Linked DNA regions of Pan troglodytes: regions 1 and 3 are each linked to region 2. The links are chromatin contacts, called in public Hi-C and HiChIP or PLAC-seq maps. All regions are on one chromosome and are shown on one strand. Each heading gives the region's core, a stretch centred on a gene start, on an enhancer-like site or on the middle of the called end of the contact. The rest is flanking DNA. Distances are from core to core; before and after follow the strand shown. Region 1 holds the start of ETNK2 (ethanolamine kinase 2). Region 2 holds the start of PLEKHA6 (pleckstrin homology domain containing A6). Region 3 holds the start of GOLT1A (golgi transport 1A).

Region 1 (2,700 bases), core at 125-2,624, 230 kb before region 2:
AGCACGTTAGATCAGTGCTGGAATTAACCTCAGGCCTGCTTGATGCCTTGACAGTCCTATACCAAACTGGGCCTTTTATTTTGAAAACGCTACTCCATCCCCAGGGCGGGTTCTGTCAGCCTCCACACTTGGTTAAGAACCTCCCCACAACTTTGCCCCCACCCCACCCCAGAATGCCTGTCTGCATGGAGCCGCTACCATTCCAGCACAAGCTACAAGCGCCCCACTCGGCACCTTCCTCCACAGGCAGCCCACAGCGGGGCTGGAGGTAGTCAGCTGGGGAGTTAGCCTAAGGCTCAGTGAGTGGCTCTGCCCACAGGTGTGTCCTGGGACCTGTGTCCAGCTGGGGCTGGGGAAGATGGCCTGTGTGGGGGTGCTGAGCCCGAGCCTGCAGCGATGGTGAGGAGCTGAGTGCTAGCTGGAATTCCACAGGGTGGCTCCTGGGACCCACAGGGGCAGCTCAGAGCCTGGAGGATTTGCTCCCACCATGGGGTGGAGAAGGGGCAGCAATGTATGCATGTATGGCTGGGTCGGGGCGGGTGGGGGGGGTCTCTTAAAAGTTCCCGCCTCCTCAGGTTTCAGAGCTGGCTGCGTACGCGCTTCTGGTCAGCGAGGGGCACCAGCACGCAGCGACAGGGGGTGCGGCCCGCACACGCAGCATGCCGACAGTGGGCAGGTGGCCACCAGGCGTGCCTAAGAGCCCCGGGAGAAGGGGGGCGTGTGCAGGGCCAAGGGAGGTGTGAGCCTAGTTTTGGTAGCGACGAAATCAATCCGTACACAAACCACGTTCCAAACCTTTCTTGCGCAGCAGCCGCGCACCCCTGGGACTGACACCCGGAAGGATGCGAGGACTGGGTCCCCGCATCCCCCTGGCAGCCCTAGCAGGACCCCATCCTCGGCCCCGCGCCCACTCCGCTACCTTAGTCCGAACTTGCTCGGGTTTCCAATGCGGCCGCAGCTCCTGGATGAGGCGCAGGGCCCCGGGAAGGATGTCGTCCGGGTCCACGGAAATGCCGAAGTACGCGACGGCGGCGGCCCTCGGGGGGCCCGGAGGCTCCCGGCAGCTGGCGCTGGCCGCCGCCTTCTCCTCCATGCCCCATGAGCACTGCGGGCAAGGCGTGTGCCTCCTCAGGTGAAAGGACGCGCGCGGCTGAGGGGCCGAAGGGGGCACAGCCATTCCCAGCAGCCCCACCCCCTCGGAGCCGCGGCAGACGCTAGCCCCGGCGGGGGGGCCCGGCGAGGGAGTGGGAGTGGTAGAGGAGGGGCCAGGGGAAGTCCATGACTCAGGCGCGAGCTGCCCGCTTCGATCGCCGGCTCGCGGCCCGCCGCCCACCGCCGACCCCGGAGCGCCGCGGCCCGCCGCGATTGTGACATCACGGGTGGCGGCCCGCGGGAACGCCCCCGGCCCGCCCCCGCCCCGGCCCGCGGGCCGCTGGGGAGCTCAGCCAGCCACCGCCGGCAGCTGAGGCCGCCGCTACCTGGAGCGCGGGGTGGGGGCGACGCCCCCCTGGGGGCCGGTGACGCCGGGGGTGGGGCCTCCGCTGGCTCCGCCCCGCCCGGGTCCCCGCCGGGGCTGGCTTCCCGGCCTCCGAGGCCGCGAGACTCCAGCTCTCTCCCGGTAGCCTGGGGTGGAGGCGGGGGAGGGCTCGTCCTGCGCCCCCACCTCATCCTGGAATAGAGAGATCCGCTGCTCCCACGACGTCAGCTTGGGCTCGCCCCTCTGTGCCCCTGCTCCGTGCCCCCAGTCCCCGGACCCCGGGAAATGGCTCTGCAGGGGCGGCCCCTGCTGCATCTCAAAGGTCCTTCCCTGCAGAGAGCCCCCCCCCCCCCCCCCAGGCAACCTCCCATCCCCGACAGAAACACACTGCATGAAGAGGGGACATTGGGTGATAGCGTTGGGGTGAGAGTGTGCCAGTCCAGCAGACTGCGCTGTCTCCTGGCAGGCCACTGAACAGCCAGGGCGTTGGAGTGTTTGGGCACATCCTGGGCAGGACTTGGGGCAAGACTGAGTTAAAGCCTCCCTCCCATCCTGAGCGTGTGAATGGAGCCAGGTAGCAGGCAAGCGGTGTACCCGAGCCCAGTGCTTTGCTTGGCATTCGGGGTGTGAAGTGGACAGACCCTCGCGCGTCCTGGGGAGGACAGCTAAATGCCTGGCGCAGCTAAGGGCCAAAGCAAGGCGTGGTGATGGCTGGGGGTGGGAAGGAAGGGGAAGGGGTGACAAGGTGTCCCGGGGCAGGTTGCTGTGGGGAGGAGACATGGAGAGAGGCCAGGCCGGCTCAGGGGGCAAGTCCCTCTACTAGCCAGATTCTCCTTTGCTCATTCTCTGCCACCTCCTGAGCAGGGCTCTGTTGGCTGCCAGCCCTATTTGTTGTAGTGAGGCCTCAGGGATCTCACTAGTCACTATCTCTCACTGCCCCACCCAGAAAAGCGCCTTCAGAGAAGGGGCCCTTTCCTATTTTCCCAGTTACCCCTTTGGCCTATCCCGGAACCTCTCAACCGCGAGGCTCCTATGCTTACTGCGGTCCAGAATCCAGCTCTGTCTAGCAGAACTTCTGCAGTGATTGAAATGTTCTATATCTGCTGTCCAATGCAGTGACCACTAGCCACGTTGATTTTATTAAAAAATTTTTTTTATTTGAGACAGAATTTCGCTCATGTTGCCCAGGCTGCTGGAGTGCAATGGTGTGATCTCTGCTCACC
Region 2 (2,700 bases), core at 183-2,682:
TGGCTCTGCTGCCCTCCAGCCTGGCGGAGCCCGGAGAGCAGAAGCTGGAGCGGGGAGGATCCCTCCCCGAAGGGAGCAGGTTGCAGTGCGAGCAGGGGTGTTGCCTCTCCGCTCCCAGCTCCGATCTTGCACTTGAACCACCGGCGGGGCCGGGGGCGGAGCCGCGCCGCCGCCTCGGAAGGTAATTTACAGCCCCGAGAACTCGCCGGCAGCGCCAAGTCCCCCAATCCAGGCGCACCGCGCAGAGAACCAGTTTGACTAAAAGAGCTTTGAATCAGGAACCTGGTGGACATGTCCAGCCACTGAACGGAAAAAGGGAAGTGATTAAACCTGGTTCTACTTGGTGGGAGGTTAGGAGAGGAACAAAGGTCAAAGGCACGGAAGCGTGGCGGGGCTGTGAGCAGCGAGGGGCCCGGGGAGCCTCTCCTAGCTCAGATGCCAGCCTGATTAGTCGAGCTAGTCCTTACCTTTCTTTCCCAGCACCTCCTCCAAGAAGTCTGCCATGACTAAGTAGAATCACAGGGAGACCTTAGAAATACTCAGAAACCAACAGCGTTTATGTCCCTCCATTCCATTCCCCCTAACTTGCACCAGAAATGGAAAAGGAAAAAGGAAGAAAAATGGAGAGAGAAGGGAATGTGTTATGTGTACAGAATGCAGACTGCAAGCATTTCATACTGGCATACCAAAAGCAGTATTGCTGGAGCCCACAGTTCTGCTATCTCAGGGTCTATATCAAAGTTAGCCAGCTTAGGCAACATAGCAAGACCCTGTCACTACAAATAATAAGAATAATTAATTAGCTGGATCTGGTGGCACGAGCCTGTAGTCCCAGCAACTCAGAACACTGTCAGGAGGATCACTTTGAGCCTGGGAGGTCGAGGCTGCGGTGAGCTATGATCCTGCCAGTATACTCCAGCTTGGGCAACAGAGCGAGACCCTGTCTCAAAAAAGAAAAAATGCTGAAGTCCATTTGGCTTTCCCAGCTTACTCCGGATCTGCCACTGGGGCTCCAGTTAGGTACATACAGTTCCAATCCATGTGCCAGGCCCAGGAGAATAATTAGACGATGAGAGAGACACCTGTGTTTAAAGGGAGCAATGTGTTCCATGACAGCTGGCAATTATCTGTTGGGCAAACATACGTTTTGTGAGCATTCCAGGAGACTTGATCCCCATTCCACATAGGTAATTCCTACTCATCCTTTCAGTGTCTACCCATGTGCCACCTCCTCCAGGAAGCCATTCCTGACACTACCCCGGAGAGATTTATATGTCCATCCTCCATGTGTCATGGCACCTGATGAATAACCCTATAGTAGCACTTATCACACTGTAATGCAATCCTTGATTTAGTCATCTGTCTCCTCCATTGGACTGTGTGCTCCTTGGGGCAGGAACTCCATCTTATCCATCTTTACAGCCCTGGCAGCTGCCTGCGGCACCAATTAACAATTTTTTTTTTTTTTTTTTTTGAGATGGAGTCTCGCTCTATCACCCAGGCTGGAGTGCAGTGGCATGATCTCGGCTCACTACAACCTCCACCTCCCAAGTTCAAGTGATCCTCTCACCTCAGCCTCCTGAGTAGCTGGGGCTGCAGGCACTCACTACCATGCCTGGCTAATTTTTTTTGTATTTTCAGTAGAGATGGAGTTTCACCATGTTGGCCAGACTGGTCTCAAATTCCTGACCTAAAGTGATCTGATCCACCCGCCTCAGTTTCCCAAAGTGCTGGGATAACAGGCATGAGCCACCGTGCCCAGACCAATTAACATTTGATGAATGCTTGATATGGTCATAACTGAGAACTACTCTTAACTCTAACCACAATCCTGTACTTTTGGACTTTATTTAGAGGCACTCTCAATATAACCATCAGCAACATCAGGGTGCGTGTGGGGAGATCTTTCTGGGAAAAGAAACAGCCTGTGATCCTTCTCATAGATCCCAAATTCTCAACCTGGAGGGTTTAAAGTGTATACATCTGATAGATGGTAAAGCTAGGAGATGCCTCAGAGAACATTTAGTCCAATCCTCTTGTTTTGAATATGGCAAGTGAGGAACAGAGAAGGGAAAGGGGCTGGTCAAGGTCACTGAGAAAGGTGGTGGCTGAAAAGGATCTGCCCACCAGTGTCTCAGGCCAGAGCTGTTTTCATTACATCCTTCGCACTCCAACACTGGAAATTGACTCTGCCAACATCCTGGCTGCCAGATCTAAGTTAAGTCCATTCTCCAGAAGCAGAAGACACGCAGAAACCCATGATGTCCAAATTCTTTCTCTCTTCTCAGATCCTACAAATTTCTAGTAGAGAAAGCTTCATTTGACAATGAAGCAGAGCTGCACCTGGGAAGCACAGATGAAGGTCTAGGTGCCCCTTCGTTTCTGAATTGGAGAAAGTTGGCAGATCAAGGTAGCAGACTCTGCCAGGCTGCAGTCCCCTGTCACCAGCCATATGAAACACCTGTAGGACTCATGCCACTGACAAAGCACAGAGCCACCTGCCTAGCCCCTGAGATGGCCAAGAATATAAACCGCCAGAGCTGCTGCCAAGATGCCTCAAGGGAAAATACCAGCAATCAGTGCACTCCCAGTCCAACCTGAGCAACCAGTAGGGGCAGCTGCTTGTGCTGAACATGGGCGGAAACAGGGGACAAGATGACATATATTTGAAAACATGTATTACACTACTGTCTTCTTTGA
Region 3 (2,700 bases), core at 22-2,521, 170 kb before region 2:
TTTAAACATAGAAATAGAACGTATCACACCATAGCACAAAACCAAGGTCATTACCATAGTCTATAAGTCTCCAGTGTCCTGACCCCTCAGTGACATCCCTGACCTAAACTCCTATGATTCTCCCCTCACCTCACTTTGCTCCAGGTATACCCATCTCCTTGTTGTTCTTCAAACACACCAAGTATGCTAATGCCTCAGGGCCTTTGCACTGCCTGTCCCTGCTTCCTGAACATTTCCCCTCCAGAGAGCTGCGTGGCTTTGCTTCCTCACTTCCTATAGATCTCTGAAAAAAGATCTGAGTAAAGGCTCACCTTCTCAGTGAGGCTTCCCTGACCACTCTATATAAAATAGCGACCCCTCCTACCTCGAACTCCATAGCCTCCTCTTGTTTTATTTTCATCTGGAGGACTTACCATCTTGTGATATACTATATACTTCTTTCTGTTAATTACCTGTCTCCCCTCTCTAGAATGTAAGCAGGGAGTCAGTTTCATTTAATGTTGGACACTCTATATCCAACACAGTGCTTGGCACACAGCAGAGACAAATCTGTTGAGTGAACAAAAGAATGTTGTCACCAATTCTCAGATGAAAAACCAAGGCTCAGAGGCTTTAAGTAACTCACCCAAATGAAGCCCACAGAGCCACGGTTCTTCCCATGGCCCCAGACTTGTTCCAAGACCTCCTCCCTACCTCTTCCCCCAAAAGAAGGGGAAGGATGTTTAGGAGTGAGGGTATGGTGGTTTGGTCAGGGGAGTGGAGTTTAGTTTTTTATAAGAAGCCCCCAGGGCCACAGGAGACCTTGATGGTGTGGGGAAAGATGTCTGAATGGGCAGAGGCCTCCTGAGTCCACCTTTGTGGCAACCCAGTTCTAAGAACCCGGGATGGGAAAGGGGTCAGTGTGAATGGGAAACCTGCCAGGCCCCCTGGGCACCAGCCTCTAGCTACCTGTGGGCCCTGAGCAACTCCCACCCGCTGGAGGGTAGGGAGCCACACCCCACCCTGCCTGCTGCCCCAGGGTGCCAGCACAGCATCTCCCAGCCCCTGGCTCCAGAGGTCACGCTTGTGGTGACAGAGAGCCCAGCTGGGAGAGAGAGCCAGCCGGCAGGGAGCCTGGCCTGGATAGCCCATTGCAGCCCCGCTCATCTCACTTACTCTGCCATTCGGTGATGGAGATCATGCCGCACTCAGCCTGGGGGGCCTTCCGGGTGGAAGCGGGCAAGTGGAGCGTGGCCCAGAGGACGCAGCTGGCACATGGTCACGGGAAGCTGACCCTTGGTTAAGTTGGGAAATGAGCCTGTGGCAAATCATTAACTCTCCCTCCAGCCCCCGCTCCACCCCCGCACACCACGCAGGTGCTTCTACTCGCCGGCTCCCTCCTCCCGTTTTCCGGTAGGGCAATGCCCCGCCCCTCCACCTGCCGCGCCTGCCCGGGGAAGGCACCGCCCACCTGACCCTTTCCTCGCACCGCGCGGTGTTCTGCGGCTCTCGTCTGCTCCGCGAAACTTAGATTGTATGTGGAAGCATTGGAATCTAGGGGGTGCTCAAGTTTCTTGCTTGGTTTGATAGTGTGGGAAGAGTTGGCATCTGCGCATCCCTTTGGGAATGTACTAAATTCATCTTGAAAGTCAAGCTTTTTGCTCTCTGCTATTGCACATGCTAGGCGCTGGGAGGCGATGAGCGACTGAGCACAAAGCCTGTTGTTGACCTAATGGCAGAGCCAGATCGGGTTAAATCAATGGCAAAAGCGCCATGGGGGAAGTTAGACATGAAGGTCTTCGACCTCCTTTCCCCAAGCGGCGTCCAAGCTTTGGACTGACTGTGATGTTGAGCTATGGAAGACAAAGCCCTGAATTTGGGGTTGGGGCAGGACTGGACAATTTAGGGGGCCTGGTTCTAGTCTACCCAACAGCTGTGTAGACATGGATTCGTCCTTTGGGCCTGCAAAAAGAGAGGCAGTTAGTTCCTAACATCCTTTTTTCCCATCGCAGAGCAGTGGTTCTGACGTGGCATTGACGCCAGGAGAGCCAACATCCACTTTGCAATGTCTTCTGTGTCCAGAAATGAAGAAATGAATTTCAAAGATGATATGACTAATCTACATACATCATTTAAAAATGCAAATAGGCCTGGCATACAAAATGCATTATGTCTGTAATCCCAGCATTTTGGGAGGCCAAGGCAGGAGGATTGCTTGAGCCCAGGAGTTTGAGACCAGCCTGAGCAACATAGTGAGACCTTGTCTCTACAATAATAAAAATAAAAAATTAGCCAGATGTGGTGGTACCTGCCTGTAGTCCCAGCTACTGGGGAGGCTAAGGTAGGAGGATTGCTTGAGCCCAGAAGGTCGAGGCTGCGATGAGCTGTGATCAAGCCATGCACTCCAGCCTGGGTAGCAGAGCGAGATCCTGTCTCAAAAAAAACAAACCAAACAACAACAACAAAACCAAGGAAAGCTAACATAATTTTTTAAAAAGAAACAAAAAGATAAATTATAATTAAACATGATGTCTTTCAATATATAAATGTTCAGGCAAGACTTACCAGAAGACATAAATGAAATAGGCAGATTGCTTGCACCCACACATAATATATGTTTGAATTTAAGAGAAATAGAAGATGAGCCATTCTATGCAAAAACAAAAATCACACACATGCAAGAAAAGGAAAGAGTAGCAGGAAGTGAACATAGAATAAAAA

The links. A called contact is a pair of places that touch in the nucleus more often than the background predicts. HiChIP or PLAC-seq counts read pairs in DNA pulled down with a chosen protein or histone mark.
Region 1: a contact with region 2 is called in an H3K4me3 HiChIP or PLAC-seq map of stem cell-derived excitatory neurons, with 4 times the contacts expected there. The contact joins the promoter of ETNK2 here to the promoter of PLEKHA6 in region 2. A contact is called at or near these places in 1 of 7 Hi-C or Micro-C datasets (stem cell-derived neural progenitor cells) and 1 of 1 datasets of contacts at active chromatin or transcription factors (stem cell-derived excitatory neurons).
Region 3: a contact with region 2 is called in a Hi-C map of induced pluripotent stem cells, with 1.8 times the contacts expected there. The contact joins the promoter of GOLT1A here to the promoter of PLEKHA6 in region 2. A contact is called at or near these places in 4 of 7 Hi-C or Micro-C datasets (blood, induced pluripotent stem cells and stem cell-derived neural progenitor cells).

The regions. Positions count from the first base shown.
Region 1 is chr1:44,938,404-44,941,103 of NHGRI_mPanTro3-v2.0_pri, reverse strand. It overlaps ETNK2 (ethanolamine kinase 2), which reads right to left and starts at 1,374. Exons shown (of 6, transcript XM_063793107.1): 1 at 920-1,374. The coding sequence starts at 1,177.
Region 2 is chr1:44,711,267-44,713,966 of NHGRI_mPanTro3-v2.0_pri, reverse strand. PLEKHA6 (pleckstrin homology domain containing A6) reads right to left here and starts at 1,432. Exons shown (of 27, transcript XR_010150977.1): 1 at 1-1,432.
Region 3 is chr1:44,876,503-44,879,202 of NHGRI_mPanTro3-v2.0_pri, reverse strand. GOLT1A (golgi transport 1A) reads right to left here and starts at 1,271. Exons shown (of 5, transcript XM_016936683.4): 1 at 1,156-1,271. The coding sequence starts at 1,180.